3 separate regions of the Nothobranchius furzeri genome follow, and all the other regions are linked to region 2. The links are chromatin contacts, called in public Micro-C maps. All regions are on one chromosome and are shown on one strand. The core of a region is the stretch at or near the end of the contact, and the rest is flanking DNA. Distances in the headings are between cores, read along the strand shown. Region 1 overlaps mgat5 (alpha-1,6-mannosylglycoprotein 6-beta-N-acetylglucosaminyltransferase). Region 2 holds the start of mgat5 (alpha-1,6-mannosylglycoprotein 6-beta-N-acetylglucosaminyltransferase). Region 3 overlaps mgat5 (alpha-1,6-mannosylglycoprotein 6-beta-N-acetylglucosaminyltransferase).

Region 1 (4,007 bases), core at 659-3,158, 85 kb after region 2:
TGTGAAAAATTCACATCATAAATCAGTGATGGGTTGGTGCTGATGCAAAGCACTGTCCTCTTTCTATCTTTGGATCTTCTAACTTTCACTATCTGTCCTTTAAAACTAGCTCTAATCAAACAAAGAGCATTTTCTCTCTAGAATGTTTTCCTCCCTCACCAGTTCTTTGTGTGAGCTGTTAATCTCTTTTGGATATTAATCCTCATATATTAATCCTTGATGACTGTTCTCTGGCTCAGAGCCGAACTCTCAAAAGGAACATTGGTCACTTCAAACAAAGCTGGGTTTTATTTTATCCTGCGTTCCCCCTCTGGCTACCCGAACCTCACTGTGTGGGCGGGTTCCTGTATTGTTCTGTTTTATTCATCAGTGTCGTTTTCAACACAAGACAGCCTACAACGAAAAATAAAGCTCATTTTTCACTCCATACTCAGTTTAAGGGCCAATTTTACATGAATTTCTTTTTTGCACCTTCTATTTGCACGAGATTTAAGTTTAAATGTATCCAGATCAGTTTTAGAAGTATTGCTTTTACAATCAGATACTGGCCGATAAAGGTCTTTCAGTGGCTGATACCGGTGCCGATTTTTAGAAAAACTGTTCAATAAATCTGTTGTAAGTGTGTGTGCTCTAGTATGAAGAGAGGCTTTGTGAGAAAACAACAGCGTTATGAGTCTTTGTCATGGTATGCAAACGTCTCCCTTCTGATTGGCTAACAGCTACAGGACTCTTCCGCTGCCTCCGTTTGTTCTTCTTTCTTGGGTAAAAAATTTAACGTTGATGCTTTATCTCCACAAACAACACAAGCCTAATCATATTCTGCCATGCTGTGAAGTTGCTAATGCTAATGGTTAGCATCTACTAGCTGAAACACGCCCTCTGTCCTTCCTGTGGGTGGTTACAAGCCAATGTGGGCGGGGCCATGAATAGTATTGTATTTTTGAGGCCTGATCGTTTTATTGTCCGTTTCCTTTCAGCGGCTAATGCAGGAAATGGCAGCTGATTAAAGGATCGTGTCCAGCATTCACGTGCAGCTCGGCTTGACTGATTGTGTCTATAAAAGCACGAGTATTACCGTTTCTCCGTGAACGAGACCTTTAAGTGTTTGGTATCAGTTTATTCATCTTCTTACCACCTCCATCAGATCCTGGTCCACTTGGGCCTGCTCACCAAGGAGTCGGGCTTCAAGATCGCAGAGAACGCCTTCAGCGGCGGCCCGTTGGGGGAGCTGGTCCAGTGGAGCGACCTCATCACCACGCTGTACCTACTGGGTCACGAAGTCCGCATCTCCGCATCGCTGGCCGAGCTGAAGGAGTCAGTAGCTAGCACGTTCAGTTTTTATCTAGTTAAGCTGCTTGACACAAATAATTCCCACCTCTTCCTCCACAGGATCATGCGGAAGGTGATGGGGAACAAGTCCAGCTGTCCCACTCAGGGGGACAAGATCGTGGAGCTCATCTACATCGACATCGTGGGTCTCACCCAGTTTAAGAAGACTCTTGGTCCTTCTTGGGTCCACTACCAGTAAGCGCATCTTTTATCAGGCCATCAGCTTCAGGGTCAGCAGCCTCACTCACATGCTGCATGCCTTCCACATGACGCGCGTCTGCCACTCGTCGGGACAATGGCTCTCTTTTCTGTTCCTGCATAACCCGGGTTTTCCCAGAAGGCCTGAGGACTGTCCATTCAGGACGTTGTCACTGACCGAGTCTATTCTCTCTCTGAGTGCTACTGAGGAGGATTTATTGTTTAGTTTTTTTAAGCAGCCATCCGCCCCTCCTGACAGGATAAGAGGTGGAACCGTGAGTCTGAGGGGCACTAATGATTCCTGTTGGTTCCTCCAGCTTGTCACCAGCTTTTGTTTGAGAGCGACGCAACACCTTAAACTGTCTGCCAGCGCCGCACCCAGAGGAAATGCCTTCCTCCTCAGGCTAAATGTAAGGCGCAGCGGTGGTTTTTCTGGATTATTACTCCCACTGTTGGCACAGTTTGCCTTTTTTATGTGTTTCTGTGAAATATAAACAGTTTTTTCCCTCTACTTATCCTCCTTCCGTTAAATAAAACCTAATCAGCTCCTGTGCAATCACGTCTTTTACTTTGCTGTTTCCTGGCCGTAGAAGCCCATAACCCCTTATAAAAATCCCATTTTTGCCTTTGGCTCGGGTTTATCATCACAGGAGACGGCCTGTGAACAGAAGACACTAGCTTTGTTTGCATATTAAGACCCCAGATTTCAAGGAAAGAATAAATCTTGCTGCTGCTTTTTGTGTTTAGAGGAGGTTTGTCAGGTTTGTGATTAATATGTTGTGTTGTTGCCCTAGCCTCCTGGCCTTCTGTGTAACAGCAGCTCTTCGTTGTTCTTCATTTCTCTCCTCTGAGTGATTTTCATTGAGTACACTGAAGCCTTTGTTGTTTCACGGTTTTGTTTATATCAAACGCCGCCAGTGTAGCTGCAGTAAATATGTGAATTAGTCTAGTAACCAGTAAATATCCCTGGTGCCACTTTGTCTCATTTGTGCTTTTTCAGCTCTAGCTAACATAAACTTCTTAAGTTTGCTGACTTTTTACATTCCTGACTCATAAATCTGAGAGTGAAACTTGGAAATAGATCTTAAATATTTATATACAATTGCTTAATGCTAACTGGTTGCTGATTAAATATGCAATAGAGAATTAAGCTAATGTTTGTATGTCATCATCCAATGAGTCACAAATGTGCAGAATACGAGTTGTTTGGACTCGGTGCCCTCAATCCCAACCCCATAGGTCTAAAAATATTAAATATACTGTTTTTTATACTTTGTCCAAAGCTAACTAGGTGCAGATTAAAGATGCAGTAAAAAAATAAAGCTAATGTTTGTGTGTCGTTAGCTGACATGAGTCATAAAAAGTCCGTTTTGGCTAAGTTTTTTCTCCATGCCCTGTACAGACCCACTAAACAGATCTAGAAAACGTGATTTTACTGTATGTTACATTGTCAATACCCGACATGAGGCACAGATCTGCAGAGAGTAAGTTGTGTTATGGATAAGTGTGTACACAGTTTGACTCTAAACCCTCTGTAGATCCAGATAACTCCGATATACTCTAATTTCCTCTATCTAGATTGAGATTAATATTGCCACCGAGATTAATTCTAATGTTTGCTTGTCATTACCCAACATAGGTCACAAATGGGCAGAATATGAATCATCCTATAGGGAGCCTAAGTCACGCCCAACTACTTCCGGACCACGGGTGCCCGGAAGAACCAATAAACGAATGCAAGTCAACGATGCTAAAAACGCGATTTTCTAATTCTGCTTGTTATGTGCCGTGGATTTCACATATGATATCCGTGAATTTTATAGATGCATTTTGATACCAAGAATGAGCTTATTTTCAAGCGGGGGAAAGTGCGATTTTAGGTTTTGTGTGAAAATAAGTCCAGGACTACAAATGTGCTTCAAAAAAGTGACGTCATCGAACCAGACACGGAAAAAAACGGAGGGAAAATGGCTGCAAGTTCAGCAAACTTCCCACAGGAGGAAATAACCACCATAAATCTGGTCGTTTGGTAAGTAGCAGCTACGTTAGGGGAGAGGAGATTACGTGGTAACGTCACATATGCGACGTGCCGATATTTAATTTGTAGTTTTGCTGATTCCGAACTTTTACAAGCTGATAAATCTCAAAGTACGTTACTGGCGTGGTCTAAACATCCATCATTACTTTTCATTTAAACTGTAGTACAACATATGTGTGATCCAGGGCGTAAGGCAAAGTGGATTAGATAACAGCGTTTTTAGCCCCGTTGACTTGCATTAATTTTTACGTTCTTCCAGGGACCCGTGAGCGGACCGGAAAGGGAGGAGACTTAGGCTCCCTATACATAGATCTAGCCTGTGTAGATAAACTGTAGCCTACTGCTAATACTAAAATAGTGTTGTTTAAAGATGCAGTAAAGAAGGAAACTTTGTTACTACATGTCATGAGTTACAAATATGCAGAATGTGAATTATGCTGGT
Region 2 (3,688 bases), core at 699-3,198:
TATACATCCTGGTTCCAGAGCCAATCATGTGAGCCCATGGGGTTGCCAAGTCGTCAACACAACCACTGCTCTGGTGTTTTGTAATTCAACACTGGCCAGCAATCAGCATCAGACTTGTGGACAGGATGCTAGCCAGTAAAAGGAATGACCCAGAAGTTATTTCTTCTAACCCTAAGAATCAGTATTTTACTTTTATTCTCACATCAAATAAAGAAGACTAGAGTTAACGCAGAGCTATTTATTTATCTACTTATCAGCTTACTGCGCATGACTCTTCATCATATAGAGTCTTCCGGCGCTGAGCCCTAACCAGCAACAGCCATGGCCACAGGAAGGGGAGTGGGCTCCTTTGTTTTTATACATAGACTGCAGTACTCAAATTTAACCACAAGATGTCATCATTACTCGATGCAGCTTTAATCTGATAAATCAACTTAAAAATAAAAGGTAAATCTTGAGCGCCCCTAAAAGAACCAACTCTCTTACTTTATTTTATTTTTTGGTATTGTGCACACTGATGGAAGAGAGGTCCTCTGATCATGAGTGCCTTAGTGGGAATCAAACTCACCTTAACTTTATTTTCATTTCTACAGTGAAATATGTGTTTATTCATTTATTGTCAGTGGTATTTTTTTCCATGTTAAGTATTTTTTCCTGTTCTTTATGACTGCGTGCAATAATGATAATATGTAATATATTATGTGATTAAAAAGACTCTGCTAAAAATATGTCTGTAAATCATCAAAAACAACTGTATATTTATACCACAAACCACTGTGTATACTGTTTTCCTTATTTGTAATAAAACATATTTTCTCAGAATAGGTGTTGCATGGTTTGTTTTTCTGGAAATTGCCTCATACAAAAATAAAATGTGTGTTCATACGCAAGAGAGAGGGACGGCCACCTCCAAGGGAGGATGAGGGCTAATTCTGTAAACAAACAGCGTTTAGCTTTCCACTGTGTTGGCAAAATATTACACAAAGGAGTCTTAAAAAGCTTCATCGTGATTGGTTAATGCTGATTAACAATTGTGTCTATTTATACCTAAACTAACACAAATCAATACTTTATCATCGTGATTCTTGGTTCTGATGTTTAAATTAATTCAGGGTCTCTGCATAAAAACACACACCATTCATTACAGTCATGACTGGAATAGGGCAGCAAAAGCTGACTTCTTCAGATTCTGTGGAAGTGTTCACGTGCCGACCAGCAGGTGGCAGTAAACACAAGGTTTTTGTTTCCAAATGAAGGTGTCCAGTTAGGGATCTCCCCGTCTCCTGTTCTCTTTTACCCATATTTTACTATTTATTTAATTAGTGGTTTCTGGTAACTATATGCTATTATTTATATTTATTAGATCTAGAGTAGAGGTTAATCAAAAGAAAAGTGTGATCTGCATTGATTTATTTTGATAATTCTTGATCATGATTGATAATTTATTGAATTTAGATTTGTTGAAAGCTTATTTGGGTGACGGTAAAACTGTTTCTACTGATATATAGAAGTAAAAAGATCAATGTTGTGATACAATTATCAACTGTACATGCAATATTTTAAATGCGTTATAGGTTTTGCAACACAAAATCCATTGAATTGCTCCTTTATTCTTTTTAAAATAGAAAACAATGTGTAAAAATTGACTCAAATTTGATAAACACTAACGTTTCTGAAAAATACACTTCAGTGATTTGAAATGCTTTTTCAAAATTTATTTTAAAATTTTATTTTCTAGGTTAATTCCCCTGCTGCTGTATTCACAAAAAACTGGAGATATAATCTTTTCTTTTTAATGGTGAGCAGCAGACACACACACACACACACACACACACACACACACACACACACACACACACACACACACACACACACACACACACACACACACACACACATTGTTGTTAATAAAAGAAATGAAGGAGCAACATATTGCGCAGTCACACGCTAAACTCTCACACAATTACCATGGGGACCAATTTGGTGTACCACCCTAAAAATTTCTTGTTAGATCCGCCTCTGTCTTCAGCACCATGACGACGACGTTGTGTTGGTGTACGTTTTCGTGAGGGTTGATAACACGCACACGGTCCCTAACCGTGTCTCTCGCTGAGAGCTGAGCGAGCGCAGAAGGTGGCGAGCCTGCCTGGAATTCAACCTTCGGTCCGCTTCGATCGGTCCTCCGCCGGGTTGGAAGTCGTTGTGCTGCCTCCTAACACCACCGACGGGCTACCGTAACTAAGGTAAGGCCGGTTCATGTCACCTTTACAGCGACGGAGCTCGTTTTGGGGCTCCGCGGGATCAGAAAACGAGGCAGCTATTGAGAGGAAGGCGCAGTGTGTGTGTATGTGTTTGTGAGAGAGAGTGGGCGATTTGTCATTGCGGAGATGTTTTTGTCGGTGGTCGAGCTCAGCAGCGCGGTTGAGGGACGGCAGTTGACCGTGACATGTGAAGCTCTGGATCCGGAAAGCTAATGCTAGCTGAATGTGGACGCTGCAGCGCGCGACCGACCGAGGGTCCCATTGTTACTCCTTGCTAGCTTTTAATGAAAGTAGCTGTGATGAAGGGACAATATAAGAGGACAGGCTGTCTCTGAGGAGAATTTGTGTAGGAACAGGTTGTTGAAGGAGAACTGACTGGTTAGCCTTGAGTTTGTTTTGTTTTTATTACAATAACCTCTAAACCAAAACGCTCTCGTCTTTGAAACGGGGGTTTCATTGAGGTGGAGAGAGGGTCGTTAACATGTCGCCATGTCCGTGACTGACGACCTTCTTCCTCGCCGACAGCTCTCCACTTCCCCGGTTCTACACAAACATGTCCGAGCTCTTTATTCCGCTACAGTTTCATTTGACAAACTGTGGAACTTGAATCCATTCTCAGATTTTATATAATACAATTACAGTGAAGGAGTTAATCTATAAACAGTTAACATTCTGTGTAAATTCCAGTTGTAAATGCACCGATTCTGTTTTTGAAGGACCAATACGATTACCGATTTTCACCTTCTGAGGTGAGCTGCCACCCGCACAAAACAAAAAGTTTCACCTTGTCATGTAATGACTTAATATCTTTATTGTTCTAACATTATAATTTTCATGATATATCATGATGTCACGTACATGCAGTATAATCATATTGATGTGATACATGTGTATATCATAAGAATGTGATGTTATATTGCTCACAAGTGAAAATTATGTTGTTAGAACAATTAAATGATCACGTTATGAAGTTATATATCTTTAATTTTATTTTACATGGGTGGGACTTCTACGTTTCAGTAGCCGATACCGATCTAAATCTGAGATCAATTAATTTCTAAAAAATTTAAGGAAAAGCATTTATTCTAAGAGAAAATCATGAATTTGGAAGCAATCATTTACGAAGTTCTGTTGTTGTTAGCATCGATTAGCTATAGAAAGGTAACTGACCAGGAAAAATGTCAGATTGTATTCTGCTTGACCAAAATTAAAATGTAAAAAGTCACATTTTTAGCATTGTGATTGAGCTTATATTGGAACAATTCCAGATTTATGTGAAATATCACTTAAAAAGAACAAATTTTCATTACAAATAGACTATTAATATATTTATTTATTTATTTATAAAAATTGGCAATACATTTTTATGTTTACCTTTGACCTTTTGGTTTAAGGTGTTGAGTTAAATGAACATTTTAACATGCGGT
Region 3 (4,057 bases), core at 826-3,325, 64 kb after region 2:
GCACCGATTCACTTCATTTGAAACGGTGCCTCGTTTCGGTACCCGTCCTTCATTACGAGAACTTTCCTAGACAGCTGCGCATGCGCAAGAGCGTTATGTCGTTGGTCGCTGCGAGCCAGTTGTAAACAGAGCAGCTCCGGTAGGTAAATAAAATGTTTAAGATAACGTTAGCTTGATTTGTTAGCTTCCGTTTCACTAATGGTGCGTTCGCTTTCTCCTCGGAACTCCGAAATTCCGACTAGAGGAACATGAACGCGCTCTAAAGTTTGGTTTCACTTTACTAAATGCGACGGCTGATTGGGTGAAGATGAAACCAGTGACAACGATTTAAGTGTGAGGCATCATCGTTTTAATCTGCTCCGGCAGCTAAATAAACTGTTTAAGATAACGTTAGCTTGATATGTTAGCTTCCATTGCCACCATTGTTATCATCTAATGGTGCGTTCGCTTTCTCCTCGGAAATTCTAACTTCCCAGTAGGAAAAATCAATTGAAAAAGGACGGTAAAAGGAATGAAGATACACAGTAAATTTAGTTCACATTAAAGATGTTTGCTTCTGTTTAATTATCAACTTATAAAACTACAAGGACGATGTTAAAATACAAACAGTTGTATGTTATTTATCGTGATATTTATCAAATATGGTTATATATTGAGAAGAATATATATTTAATTATAAAAGAGAATTAAAAATATTAAACACTCAAAAGTATCTAAAATTGGTACCGTTAAGTACCGGTATCGATTCGTAGGTACCGGGAATTAGTACCGAATCGATTCCAATGTCAAAGGTACCCATCCCTACAACTAACACATAAAAGAAACTGACAATAAATGAAGGTTTTTTGTCTTAAGACCAGGTGCAACATATATTGGATGGCGGATGGACAGATAACCTCAGCAAAAGTAAAGGAATATTAACCAAGGCATTGCACTGGTCCTTGCTGTCCAGTCAGGGAAGATTTGATGGAAGCACTGGTGTCGAGACTAAATACCCAAGGATTTATTTTATCTTTACTCAAACAAAAGAAAAGTACACACAATTAGTTCAAATAACGCTCTTATTTGCCCAAACTCATGTTGGTTACTTTCATGGTTCAAGATATTACCGATAATTTAAATGGATCACAATAAATCGTGGGCGCACAATGCATACAATAATATCTTTGGTAAGCAGGTAACACAAACCTTAAAGGGATAGTGTGTATTTTCCCTGGCAATAGGGGGCAGTACATACCTGAATCATTGCAAGCAATCAGTATTTTTGTGTTTGAGTAAGACCTTACCAACAGATGGTCATTAGGGTCGAAAATAAAGTGCAAGTTTGAAACAAGTATTTTGTCAGATGGTTCAACATCCAGCAAAATGAAAAGCACATGAGACTTCCTTTCAGCGCTGACAACAAGTGAAGAGGTAAATGTGTAAAACAACATTTATGAATGGTGAAAGTTTTGTAACCATTTGTTACGAATCAGTTAAAGTGTTTTGTCCTCATGGGCTCATGTAGAAGGAAACATGGCGTCTAAAATAGCGTCGCCCAGACTTAGACCCGCTGCCGTGGATTTTAGACCCAATTTTTATGGTTATATGTTAAGAAGCCACCAATATTTTTCAACACCAGGGCATCATTTCATTCTTTTTCAGCAACATTTCGATAGATATTTCCAAAGAATAATGATAAAAACTACAAAGTGTCTCTTTAAGCTTTGCACACCTCAGACTGAGCACAGCTCTAGTTTCTGTTCCTGCATCACATCATCATCTCGTTTCTCATTCCTTCTTAGTTTAAACCAAGTGAGCTGGGGGTGTCGGGTGAACCTTATTTACCTGCGATTCAATGATAGGACAGGGATATGTCATTATTCCCACAGCATTTTGCCACATTAAACTGATTCGCAGCCAACACAAGCAAGGATCTTCTTCCCTGCCCCCTGCCTGCACCAGTCGAAGCCTGGGCCACAGCTGGAGCAGCTGATTAGCTTCTTACAAACTCCTCCACAATCCCACACACCCTCCTCCAAAACTCATTACAGCAGCCTGCTTCTATCAGTCCTAACTGTATTACAGTTTCTCCTCTCTGCCAGTAAGAGTTAGTCATGATGGTAACGTCTCTGAATGAAGATGACAGCAAAAGCTGTTATACAAGTCCTGCGTGACGAATAAACAAAGGCACTTTCACCGTCACCTGTTGCTAGGGAGAAATTTCACTGTGCTGTTTTAAGTAAATGGGTCAAATGAAGAAGGTTCTTTATGTATATGCTTTTGTCCTCGTGGACTTGGCCTGCAGTGCTCTTTATGGTTTTCTTTGCTGTGGAGTTGAGATCATCGAGCCAAAGGTGAACCTACTGGCTGACGGCCATCCTCGACCTCAAAGTAAATCGCGGTCTCCATTTGTCAGTCCAAGCGCCTCCTAAACACAACAAAAATGGCCTGAAATGCTTGCATGTACTTATTTTTAGACTTTCAATAAAAAAAGACCATTTCAATTTTTCTAAATGGTTACTTTCCACCTATCTTTTGTATTTTACAACAAATCAGAGACATATTTAGTGTAATGGGATAAAGTTGAGTAGATTCCCTCTTTTGAGAACAGCCTTTGATTAGGCCAACCATGTCATTGTTCTTTCAGAGTTGTTTGTTCCTGCCAGATTCTATTTTCCTAACTTGCTTCCTTCCTACCTCATTGCCGTGGTCTGAATCACTGTGTCCCTTTATGAATGGTTTTATATGGGTAACCCATTGGTTTTAGTGGTAGGCAGGTTGTGTTTGTCAAAAGTAACCTGCTCTTTCCGTTAGCAGACAAATGTCCAACTAATGGGGAGAAAGTTTGACAAGTTAGAAAGGGGTCAACCAAAATAGTGTTTTCTACCAATTGTTAGGGTCTTGGTAGAAGTCATGATCTAAATGGTGCTTTTTAAAATTTTTGGTTGTTATGTTTATGGTTTCCTCCAGTGCTTTAGAAGCCTGGCAGGCCTTGCTTGGTCGCCTGCCAGGCCAAGCGTTGGATTAGTTGGTCATTTGATTAATCAGTCCTGTGGTTAATTGGACCAATGTTTATATTTTTCACTGGCAAACTCTAAAGAATCAACAGGTATTTAACTGATTATTCTTTAGTCATCTGATTAAACCGCCTACATCAGAATTTTATTTTCCAATAGTTTTATTTTTTAATGTGTATCTTTCTGTTTATCGATTACCAACTAAACATTTTTCTGTCTTGACTTCAGGAGTAATCTGTCTTCTGTCACTAGTTTTAGCCAGCTGTAACTCTTGTATACGAGCTCCTTTCAGCTCAAAAATCAAATCGGCGTCTTTCCAAGCATCTTTTATTCTTTGCGGAAACAAGATGCCTACAGTCTAACTTCTACTCTTGTAAGAACAGTTTGTTGTAACCCTCCCCGTGACTTCACTTTCTTTCTAAACTTTCATTTTTACCCCAGCAGACCGGAGTCCCGATATCTTTGTATCTACTCCATCTTTTCTCCAGTGTGAACAAATAAAACTAAGACTGTGAAAAAGTTTGCAGCTGACCGACTCAGCCTCATTGATTTGTTTCCTCTCTGTTTTCCAACAGACCTCCTAAACGGAGCCCAGGAGAAGTGCGAGCTGCCGCCTCTGGATGGTTTTCCTCACTGCGAGAGCAAGCTCAAGGTGAGCCACTGATGTTATTTTCCCCAAAAATGTGTGCTTTGAGATACGAAAATGGCCTCATTTGCTAAAATTAAGGTAACAGAGAGACTATACTAGTGAAAACATGTTTGTTCAGTATCTTTTTTACACCGTCCACCTCTGGATGATCCAGTTTTCGTTTTTCTACAGAAACAAGTTGTTTGATTTTTTTCATTCATTCACCTGATATCCCCCTATGCTATTCTATGGTTCGTTCTATTCAGGCTAGCATTTCTACCACCAGTTGTACTCTCACTGGGCAGGTGCGGTTAAACCTAAAAGCGTTCCGTGGTGTCATGTTAGAGTGACGACAAACACGACCCAATAAACCATGGACTCTAGACAGCCATTGCTGCCCACCATGCTTGATTTTTACGTTTGCGCCTTC

Evidence for each region. Hi-C and Micro-C count contacts between places; a contact is called where the count stands out from the background.
Region 1: a Micro-C map of tail fin shows a contact between it and region 2, with 4 times the contacts expected there. The contact joins the enhancer-like site here to the promoter of mgat5 in region 2. A contact is called at or near these places in 2 of 2 Hi-C or Micro-C datasets (skeletal muscle and tail fin).
Region 3: a Micro-C map of tail fin shows a contact between it and region 2, with 4 times the contacts expected there. The contact joins the enhancer-like site here to the promoter of mgat5 in region 2. A contact is called at or near these places in 2 of 2 Hi-C or Micro-C datasets (skeletal muscle and tail fin).

What each region holds. Positions count from the first base shown.
Region 1 is chr14:55,449,468-55,453,474 of NfurGRZ-RIMD1, forward strand. mgat5 (alpha-1,6-mannosylglycoprotein 6-beta-N-acetylglucosaminyltransferase) reads left to right here. Exons shown (of 17, transcript XM_015952524.3): 8 at 1,145-1,314; 9 at 1,390-1,524. Among protein-coding and RNA genes, the nearest start is that of mgat5, 85 kb to the left of the region's middle. Within about 2 kb of position 1,909, at least 2 of the 3 cell types and tissues checked have an H3K27ac peak or open chromatin away from gene starts, as enhancers often do. A contact at or near this core is called in tail fin, where this site is marked.
Region 2 is chr14:55,364,308-55,367,995 of NfurGRZ-RIMD1, forward strand. mgat5 (alpha-1,6-mannosylglycoprotein 6-beta-N-acetylglucosaminyltransferase) reads left to right here and starts at 1,949. Exons shown (of 17, transcript XM_015952524.3): 1 at 1,949-2,243.
Region 3 is chr14:55,428,311-55,432,367 of NfurGRZ-RIMD1, forward strand. mgat5 (alpha-1,6-mannosylglycoprotein 6-beta-N-acetylglucosaminyltransferase) reads left to right here. Exons shown (of 17, transcript XM_015952524.3): 4 at 3,575-3,651. Among protein-coding and RNA genes, the nearest start is that of mgat5, 64 kb to the left of the region's middle. Within about 2 kb of position 2,076, at least 1 of the 3 cell types and tissues checked has an H3K27ac peak or open chromatin away from gene starts, as enhancers often do. A contact at or near this core is called in tail fin, where this site is marked.